Regions from separate parts of the Drosophila melanogaster genome. Here region 2 is linked to region 1. Evidence: chromatin contacts called from public HiChIP or PLAC-seq data. All regions are on one chromosome and are shown on one strand. The core of a region is the stretch at or near the end of the contact, and the rest is flanking DNA. Distances in the headings are between cores, read along the strand shown.

The links. HiChIP or PLAC-seq counts read pairs in DNA pulled down with a chosen protein or histone mark.
Region 2: a contact with region 1 is called in a Psq HiChIP or PLAC-seq map of the Kc167 cell line, with 2.9 times the contacts expected there. The contact joins the promoter of step here to the promoter of Lamp1 in region 1. A contact is called at or near these places in 2 of 107 Hi-C or Micro-C datasets (the Kc167 cell line and the S2 cell line) and 2 of 6 datasets of contacts at active chromatin or transcription factors (both in the Kc167 cell line).

Annotation. Positions count from the first base shown.
Region 1 is chr2L:21,569,996-21,575,534 of dm6, reverse strand. Lamp1 reads right to left here and starts at 2,146. Exons shown (of 4, transcript NM_136267.5): 1 at 1,974-2,146; 2 at 422-748. The coding sequence starts at 2,040.
Region 2 is chr2L:21,756,188-21,761,468 of dm6, reverse strand. It overlaps step (steppke), which reads left to right and starts at 4,003. Exons shown (of 11, transcript NM_001273749.1): 1 at 4,003-4,305; 2 at 4,842-4,915. It overlaps CG1416, which reads right to left and starts at 3,459. Exons shown (of 4, transcript NM_136277.3): 1 at 3,110-3,459; 2 at 2,391-3,027; 3 at 2,103-2,238; 4 at 469-989. The coding sequence starts at 3,257. The coding sequence ends at 846.

The DNA of each region.
Region 1 (5,539 bases), core at 897-3,396:
AGCTAGTGTGAATGCGAACGCAACTTTTATAATTTTTCTGGGATATCGATAGATATTGGGGAATAAAATGGGAAAAAAAATGGTTTGTGGACGTGGCAACATGGGTCAACAAACTTGCGCTCCGTCTTTATCCTTACGTTACCCTTAGTGCATCATTAGTGCATCACTCGTTATTGTCTGAAAACTTGATTATCATTTCTATGTGTACAGTGATGTAAATATAATATATATAATATACATACATATATCCTTACATATGTACATCTCTTTTTAATCTAAACTGAAATATTTGCCTTATCGATTTCAGTAAGTTCATTAAAATGTTAAAACTGTGAGACGAGTTTCTATAAAATCTAATAGAGCCCATACCTCACCAATGCCGTAATTCGATCGCAATCTAAATATGGATTTATTTTCTTACCCCTAGCCTCATAGGTAAAATTAAGTTGTGCCGCCATTTGAAGCATAATACAAGAGGTATTCCAAGCCCCAATGGATGGTTGCGGATATGGTTGCGGGGCAATGGTCGTGCTTATCACTGGTGCGGTGGTCGATGGTGATTCCGTTGAAGGTGTGGTAGATCTCGGAGTTATTGTAGAAGTTGATCTGGTTGTGATAGGTTTCTCAGTTGTTGTCGAAGACGTTGAGATTGTTGAGGAGCTGCTGGTCAGTGGGTTTGCTTGTTCCAGAAACAAATCACTAACATTTTTACCGACTCTCGGCAAGCCAATAAGCTTTTGAGAGAACACTAAAAGAAGAATTTTTAAAAATATTAAAGCTTTTCTTTATTAAATCGGAATTTTCTTTAAATTGACGTGAAAAAAAAATTATTTATTAGAGATTCAAATGTACATATGGTTAGCTCTAATTGTATTTCCTTTGTTCTCTTATCAAAAAATTACCCTTTGTTATTTATATTAGTGAGTTTGGACTTGATGGACAATTTATTTCCGTTTTCAGTGATTTGTAGAGATCCTATGAAAATGGCCGTACCGTAACATATTGTCAAATATTTATACAAACCAAATGTATAAGGTCGAAATCGAATTTTAAATTCGGTCTGGTTATAGAACTATTTAACAAGATAAGATTAGTAGGAACACACTACAAATTAAAAAATAAAAAATATTTTCTGATTTAATCATTTATCCTTCTGTTGCTATGCCGAAACATTTTATCACGCATGCTATAAAAAAAAATGTTTTAAATTGTTTATTTTAATATGTCTCCCCAAATATGTAGGTACATACATATGCCCAGTCTAGCTCCAAGTCTTTGTTGTCTTATCCGCTTATCATAGTCTGATAGTCAGAGAACCGACTATAGCGTTATCTCTTGTTGTTATTTTATCACAGATTGTTTTTTTTATGTCATATATTATTTTGTATATACTATGTGCACAAATGTCTAACATTGGTATTGAACAAATGACCCAAAATCTTGTTATATGAATTGACAGATAGTAACCAAAAACTAAAGTATGCTATATGGCGGATACAAATTTAATATGATATGCCGATTTATACACCCATGCATATAAATATTTTAAGTGCATAAAATAAATATGGATGCATACGGTGGCGGATGACTTTATCTGCATACAAAACTGTAAATTGCCAGAACAAATAAGCGAAAGGGGTAAAAATGGATGTTCTCCGGGGCTAACGAACGTAAGCGACACCATTTTTCTAGAAGAGTTATGAAAGGATAGCCAGATTACTGAAATAGGTTTAAAACCCTTGATCTACGAAGGCAAAACTCGCAATTCAACCGTTTACACCTTATTACGCCGATAAGACACTAACGCATATGGCGACGTGAACGGCACCGGAAAAATAAATTATGTGCGATGAACAAACGACATACATATACATATAAAAAGAACTGCGATGTATTATCACATTGAACAAAGGCCTCCAATGCGACGCATTTCATTGCTGTTTTAAAAAGGGTTTAATTGGCTTGGCACTAACCTGTACTGCTTAGTAAAAATAACATTATTAGTAATGCCGAGCAGGTCAACAATTTGTTGGCGAACATATTGAATGGCAATCTCACTTAAGTTGTGTTGCAGTTTTTCTATACGTTAATCTACTACACTGACACATACGTTTTTGTCTCGACTGAGCTAGTTTTTATTTTGACCTTCTTCATCAATAGTGTGACCGAATTTCTAAAAGAACTAAAATTAGCCCATATGGAACCGTAATAATAGTACATGTCCACTACAGCAAGATGTCTATCGATATTTAATGAAACTTATAATAATAATATACCAAAAAATATATTCTTAATTCCATAATATAATACAATTAGTACATTTTCTTATCAAACATTTAATTTCTGATCAATCGAAAGAATTATATGTATAACATGTTATAATTTTATCACGGGTTTATATAACACAGGTTTATAACACACAGGGTTTATAACACAGTGGAAATATTTATAAATTAATTTCCATATTTTGAGTTCATTGACTTAATGAAAAAATGTTAGGTATTACCAAAGACACTATAATAACAAGATGCGTAACGCCATACGATTTTTTGGCACACGATTTTTTCGCCGTGGCTCTAGAGGTGGCTCCAGGCTCTCTCGAATTTTTGTTAGAGAGCGAGAGAGCGAAGAGCGCTACAGCTAACAACTGTATGTGTGCACACGTATGCTCATGCATTGTAAATGGGACAAAATATCCCCTTCACCCTAGAGGTTCTTTGACGTTAAATCTATATTATTTTTGATCAATTGGCACCATGCGAAAAATTCTTGTTTTGCATTGCCTTAACGTTATTATTGTTTGAAAATAGATTAGAAATAGCCAAATCTATGTACATATTATCACAAAAATAAATTTCAAAAATGACTTTATGTAAGAATATTTGTCATTAGAGTATTCATATTGAGGCGTGTGAAAAATTAATATGGCAATGATTGTTGAGTGCTTGTGTCCGCACTTCGTGCCGCAAGATATGAACAAAGCAAAGACACTAGAATTATTCGTTTATCCGTTTACACATTTATATTTTTGTTTAATTCTAATTTGTCTTTCATCTGACAATTTTTTAAAAGCGAAATATTTTTTTTAAACACTTTTAATGTTAATGTTACATCATATTAAGTCAAATGACTTAATAAATATACTAAATAATTAAAGGAAGTACAATAGAAATTATTATAACTACTGTAATTTCATAAATTTCATAAAAATATGATAACTGTTTATTGCAAAAGTCATATCAAAGACACTAGAATAATTCTAGTGTCTTTGCTTTGTTCATATCTTGCGGCACGAAGTGCGGACACAAGCACTCAACAATCATTGCCTTATTAATTTTTCACACGCCTCAATATGAATACTCTAATGACAAATATTCTAATATAAAGCCATTTTTGAAATTTATTTTTGTGATAATATGTACATAGATTTGGCTATTTCTAATCTATTTTCAAACAATAATAACGTTAAGGCAATGCAAAACAAGAATTTTTCGCATGGTGCCAATTGATCAAAAATAATATAGATTTAAAGTCTAAGAACTTCTGAGGTGAAGGGCATATTTTGTCAAATTTACAATGCATGAGCATACGTGTGCACACATACAGTTGTTAGCTGTAGCGCTCTTCGCTCTCTCGCTCTCTAACAAAAATTCGAGAGAGCCTGGAGCCACCTCTAGAGCCACGGCCAAAAAATCGTGTGCCAAAAAATCGTATGGCGTTACGCATCTTGTTATTCTAGGGTCTTTGGCGGAACGGTGGAGTTTTTTTCATGGGAACTTTTTTATTTATTTATTTTTCGTTATTTACAGGTGAATCCTTAAAAATATAAAAGCTAAATGTTTTAGAAAAGTTTGGTCTAACTATGTATGTACGACTTTATTTTATGGGACTTAAGAAGGTATATAAAATGTGCAACTAAAAAATATGTATTCCAATTTTTAAGGAATATCTCCAATCGGAGAGCGTGTTCCAAAATGTTCCCTAAACCACCTTAAAGGACGTTTGCTTAAGGACATTTCAGGAATAATTCAAACATAATATCCACACTTTTTGAAATAACTGCATATCAGAGGGTCAGCCCTATGAACTAGGCCCCCACACAGAAAATAAGGCATAGAGCGTGTTCCATACGGAATGCCGTGCTTGTTGGCTTTGTAGTGGCGACTGAAGCTCTTATGAAAGCTCCTGATAGACAGACTTTGGGAAGTATGCGCTTAGCCTTGGGGTACTAATTTAGGGCCATTTTAAATTCATTTAAACCCCGACTTGAGTTTCCGTTCTATTTCTTTTCTAAACAAATCGTCGTGGCGTCAAGTCATGAAAAGTTCGTTTTGTTGTAAAATTATAACCTGCCGGCGAGTACATTTTTTTTAGTGCGGAATTATATTATCATAATGTGTTTTACTCGCCAGAAAACGGTGCGCGGTCTAAGTTTTTGCATGTGTTTTCCAGCCGGAAATTTAATCTGGAAAAATCTTCGCATCCATTGCGCAGCAGTTTCACCGCCCAGACCCCAAGGTTTGACTGGGGCAGTCACAGGTTAGTGAATATCAGGGGAAAAGTGATCAGTTAGTTGACGCGATGGATTTAACTGTTTAGGCGGGCAGAAAGATAGAATAAAACCGAGTCAGGCCAAAGACACTAGAATAACTAGAATAATAGAAAAGAGCTGTTCGCTGTAGCGCTCTTCGCTCTCTCGCTCTCTAACAAAAATTCGAGAGAGCCTGGAGCCACCTCTAGAGCCACGGCGAAAAAATCGTGTGCCAAAAAATCGTATGGCGTTACGCATCTTGTTATTCTAGTGTCTTTGGTCAGGCCGTCCAGTGGAGAACCCGTGGAGCACCATTGAGTGACCAAAGCCTATAGAAGCAACCGTAGCGCGAACGCAGTCTCAAATAAATTAAGACCCTGCGGTTTGTATTTAATTTAATTGTTAGAAAGATGTATTAATAAAAAAAGAACACAAAGTATAGTTAAGCACGATGACAAAAAAAGCAGGGTTAGGAGACAAAAATACACTGGGAGAACTTCCGGATGAAGTAAGCATAAGAAAAATCAAAAAAATATTTATAAAATGCTTAAGACAGAATGTCTGACGTAACCCTACATCGGCGGGAAAAATTACAGAACTGCAAAGTATTATTAAAGTCGTTTAGATTTGAAATTCGAGTGAAAGTACCTGTATTTTCGTATATTTTCAAAGTATTCGAGATTTAAAAATTTGAGTTACTTTTATTTACATAAAATTTTAAATTGGAAATTACACACAAAACACACTGAGAGAAATTGCGAAAAAAATCAACTTAATAACTGTTCACACATGAACACGAATATATTTAAAGACTTACAATTTTGGGCTCCGTTCATATCTTATGTAAATGAATCGAGAGCGATAAATTATATTTAGGATTTTGTTATCTAAGGCGACATGGGTGCATTGCTCAAAAACATGTAATTTAAGTGCACACTACATGAGTCAGTCACTTGAGATCGTTCCCCGCCTCCTAAAATAGTCCCTTAGTGGGAGACCACAGATAAG
Region 2 (5,281 bases), core at 2,754-5,253, 180 kb before region 1:
TATACTTCATATTGTCGGATACCTTCTTCTTGATACATACTTTTTAAATAATCAATTATACTCTTTAGCTCAACGAGTAACAGGTATAAACAGAGATGCTATGGCTTTTTCCGTTAGTCTTTTTTTGTGTCCGTTCGTATGATCGTCGGGATCTTGGGAACTATAATTATATTCCAGATATATATGACTATAATGGACATGGCTATATTGATTCGGCTGTTGATACTGATTACGAATACATTCACGATCGGAAACACTCACTTAAAGATTTTGGCGGCGTTCATACGGACAGACAGACAAACATAAAGAAATCGGCTTGGCAAGTGAACCTGATAAAATGGAATGGAAAACTGTTTCATTATGTGGAGCAAAATTCCTCCTTTTATACTCAGTGCCACCTAGCCCATGCTTTCCCCTTCGGAGTAAGAAATGGTATGAAAATCGGAAATCATAAAAATATAACTTTTTAAATTTCAGGCTTTTAAAGCTTTTTATGTCCTTAATAATATAACAAATTTATTATTAATATTCAATTCAAAATTATAAACATTTTGTTTTAAATTATTGTTTATTGTTTCTCAATGTGTGAAATCAATGTCGAATGCCTGAATTGTATTCGATTTTTTGTAAGTAATGTGTTTTTTTAGCGAGCCGCGGACTTTCCAGTTCGATCGATATACCTAAGAGGATTTGAAAAAGCCTCTAAGGATAAACAGAAATTACAGTTATGATTGGAAATGAAATTCTCGCAGTACTCTAGGTTGAATACAAATAATAATCCTTCGATAATCCGCCATACACCAAGCCCTCAATCATTCAGTGCAATCCGCACTAGAAGCGTCCTCTTATAAGGCATCAGATATTGAGGTACCGAATCCAAAGGTCTGTTTGATGCTATGCCAGTAATATCGGTACCAGTTTGTCTTCATCGCATCAAATTCGGACGCGGGTATCCCGGTCTGCTTGAGCGACATCATTGTGCTGGATGACTGCAAGGAGGAAGCGTTATATTTGAGGTAAATATTATTTTGGGATAGCACTGAAAGCATCATTCTCCGAATGTATAGCGAGTAACGCTTACAAATTAAAAAAAAAAAAACAGGCATACAAAAAAATCCTTATTGGTTATAGTCAAGTCAGGAAAATTAAGCTTAAGGAAGGATCGCAAAACTTAAAATTAAACAAGGAAGAACGCTATAATAGAGTTCCCCGACTATAAAGAAATAAATTAAGTACAAATTGTGTGGTCGTCACTCTGGGAGTATTAATAATATATTTTAAAAATGAGATAGGTAAAGATGAATATGCTGCATTGCCTCCGAAAAGACGGCTGACAAACGAACATCGTCCATTAAATTTACTAGTAAGAGGTAAATAAAGTACATTTCCTAATTATATATATTTGACGTTCGATAGAAATTGGAACGGCAAATAATAACACGAAAAAAATTCAAAACTTTTTTCAAAATTCATAAGGACAGACAAGGCTAGATAGATTTGGCTACTGATACTGATCAATAATACATATAGCGTCGGAAAAGTTCACTTCATCCTGTTAAATATTCTTCAACGAATCTACTAGACCATATTTCTCTACGGGCATACAGAGTTTTTTATCCGTTTCATCCTATTTCGCAGAACCCTTACTTCAGGAATTTATTTTTAGATTAGATTCGAGCTTTTACATCGTTTTTAACCAAATTTGCTGGTTTCCATCATATAATGTAATTAGGTATTAATAGGAATTTAACCTGAATGTAAATTTCAAAAATGTACTAAACCAAAATCATTACATTCATAAGTTTAAATCCGACGTATTGTAACGAATTTAATTTTTTTCTTAACCAATAAATAATAAATAGACAAATCACAAAGTTATTTTTTTTTCATATTACTATTTTCTTTGTGCACATAAAATTTTGTAAATATTTCGAATTTAGAGGCCCGTAGGAATATGGTCTTATACGCGTTATTTATTGACTGATAAGGAGTACTACATTCTTTGAAAATTATATCGTATATTGTTAATCAGGATCACTAAGCGGGTCAATTTAAAAAAATAAATAATAATATATCTAGTTTTCGTTGTCCTAGTAACTTACAGTTTCTTCCAGCTCTATGACAACGTTTGAGTAGTGACCAGATGTCCAGTTTTTCAGACGCCAGCTCTGCTGTATTTTTTTTTCAGGGACGAGCTCTTCGAATTTTCCGAGCACATTGCCTCCGTAAAGAATAAATCTACAATAAAAGACAAAAGATTACTTACCATAAAGAAGTGAAGACAAGGGCGAGGGGCGAAATTTATGGTTATTCATAACAAGATTACTAAATGACGACACAAACGGTCCTGATGTGATGGTAAAATAAAACGACCAGGGACAAAAACTTACTCTCCACCGCGCACGGCATCTACTTTGGCAGGTGCCCTCGTAAAGGCAGTGACCATTTCTGGCTTTGTGAGAGCGTTGTAAAGGTCATTGGCGCTGCAGTGAAATTCTTCGGTCATCGAGAGAGTGCGAACGTCCAGTTTACAGCCGATGCCAGAGTTCTTCAGCCTAGGAGCCGCCACCGAGGAGTTTAAAGCGATATTTTGGGCTGCATTACGGGTATTGTTGGCATCCTTAAAATTCGCCACAGTATTTCCCGCTCCGGCCTCGTCGCCCTTCTTTGGTAGGATAAGGTTCTTGGAGTACTCCTCCTTCAACTCTCGGATGTAGGAAGCCAGTTGCTGCCGCACGCGGTCTCGTCCCACGTTGTACATGAACTGTTTCAGGGTCTCCGACTCGTCGTTGGACTCGTCGATTGTCACCGTGATCTCTACGTCGGCTAGTTCGTTCTCCTCGGAGAGATTGGGAATGGTTAACTTGCCCTTGTGGATCAGCTTGCTGTTCTTTAGGAGCTTTCCAGACCACTTGAGCACCAGCTCCCACTCGTAGAAAAATATGAGCTTGCCCTTGCGATTGTTCACGGTGGCCTCCCCGGAGCATTTGTCCACGGAGTCCACGGCACACTCAATGTCGCTTTGCCCTGCGTTTTGAGAAGTTTACTTTTAGGTTAGGATATACCTAAAATGTATGTTCTACACTACTACAAATTCTTATATACTCGCCTATTTTGAAATCCTGAAAAAGCTGATGCAGGCGGTCCTTGGACCATGGCGTGGCGTTCTTTTCCGTCCAGTGCCAGTTGTTCACGTTGGTGGCGTCGGGCCGCTCCTCCACAATCCAGCGCGGATCTCCTTCTCCCCACTTGGCCATCGCTTTCTTACTGTAGAATTGTATGAAACTGTCTTCAATTTTATGAAAAGATGGAAGATGTTGGTTTACTTTTGATCCGGCAGTCTTAGCTTAAACTAATTCGGACAATTACTATGGCCAGCGAGTGGAATTTTCTAGAATTCTGCGGTTCAAAATAGGGATGTAAAAATTATCGATGCCAGTGCACACATATGTTGGCAGCGTTGCCACCAAGTCCGAGGTGTTTGTGCCGTTAAAAAAACGAAATGATGTGTAAATTTCCTGACGATATTTTAAATGGAGTTATGACGAAAGACGTATTCGTTCAGTGAATTTTTTAACAGATTTAAAATGGACAGTAAGTATTGGTGGTATTGTATTTTTTTATAACAAGGTTGTTTTAATGTTATATTTTTATGTACGTCCAAAACTTTAAGTTTATGTTTTTAACTTGTAACAAACAATTTTCGAAATGGTAATAGCCGATTCCCGCAAATCACACCATAATGGATGTAACAAAGTTGTTTTACAGCTTTTCAAGCTATTTGTCTTGAAATAGATAAGGTCTGCTCTAATCTCTGAAAAAGTGTACCCCTAAAAATATTTAATGTATTGTTGCAAGTAAATAATTAGCCCTAATTTTTTTAGTTCTACTGATTAAAAAGTTCTTACGTTTGGTTACAAGATGCAGTGGCATCAGGATATTTTAAAAGTGGCCACACAGAGCTCGCGTAACACCCAGCTTAAGTCAGCATGCACTTGTTATTTTTCAGTTGTTTACTCAACCGATAGCTGAATTCAGCACATCCCTAGTGGAGAGCTGAAAGAAAATGGCGATAGAATTTTTTTGGTGTTGATTTGTTTATTATCCGTTCGTCTTTGATTGTTCAATGAAAAGCCTTAAAAATTAGCCAACTGCTGGTGAAAAATGTACAACTAGAGTGTGTGTCGTGTGCGCGAGAGTGTGTGTAGTAGCTCAGTAGCTCCGCGATGATTAGCGCAATGGACAATTTCGACAACAGATCGTACGGTGCCATATCAAAGGGGCGCAGTGAATTCTCAATGCCAGGTAAACAGCAGATACTTTTGCTGGCCCGAAGGATATAGCCTAGCATGAACAGAATACGAATCTTTGTATTGATAAAATTTTATTAAGATCACAAATTGGGATACCCACAACTACAAAATAAGAGAAGCAACAAGCAACATTTGTATGTATAGACTTGTGTGCTAGGTGAAATGTTAGTGCACATATGTATGTATATTATGTACATATGTACATTGCGTTCTCGTTTTTGGCCTTCGTCAGAATTAAGTCCGAAGAGCTTTGGTAACGCTAATAAGCCAATTTGCACAATTAGCAATCCATTGTGGTTTCGACAAGTGAAAATTGTTTATCGGCCTAAGCTAGTGACGTAGCCTACAAGATGCTTTCATCGCATCGCAAACAGCTCGTGTATGCACGTGTGTATGTGTGTTGGGCGCGTGTGCCTGGAATGCTGCTCTGGTGTTTTTTATTTTTACTGTTGGTGTTGCGATACAATTTACAAAATGCCCAGAAACAAGTATATGAATTTATTATTGATTCGCATCTCGTTCTTGCAGAACTTACACCGGAGCAGCAAAAACTGCTGATTGAGCTGCGACGCAAGAAGCAGGAACTTTTACTCGAAATACAGGTAATTGACCATCAATATATACATACATTTTTAATTTTGGAAACAACGATTTAAGAACATATTCGTATACACTTGTAGTATACAGAAAAACAATTTCGTGATGTCTTTTTGTCTGGAGTTTTTGCCAGCTTCTTTTTAGGTGATTTGACAGAGAGGGAGCAAAGACACTAGACTTATTCCAGAGCCTTTGTAGGGAGGGCTTGACGGGCTCTGAATTTTTTTATATGAACGATTAATCTTAAAATATATAAATTTTAATAAACCGATAATAAAAATGATGGTAAAATTATTGTTGGTGCTAAGAATTAATTTAGCAAATAATCGAAAGTAAATATCCCAAAAAAAAATACAATAAAAACATTAAGA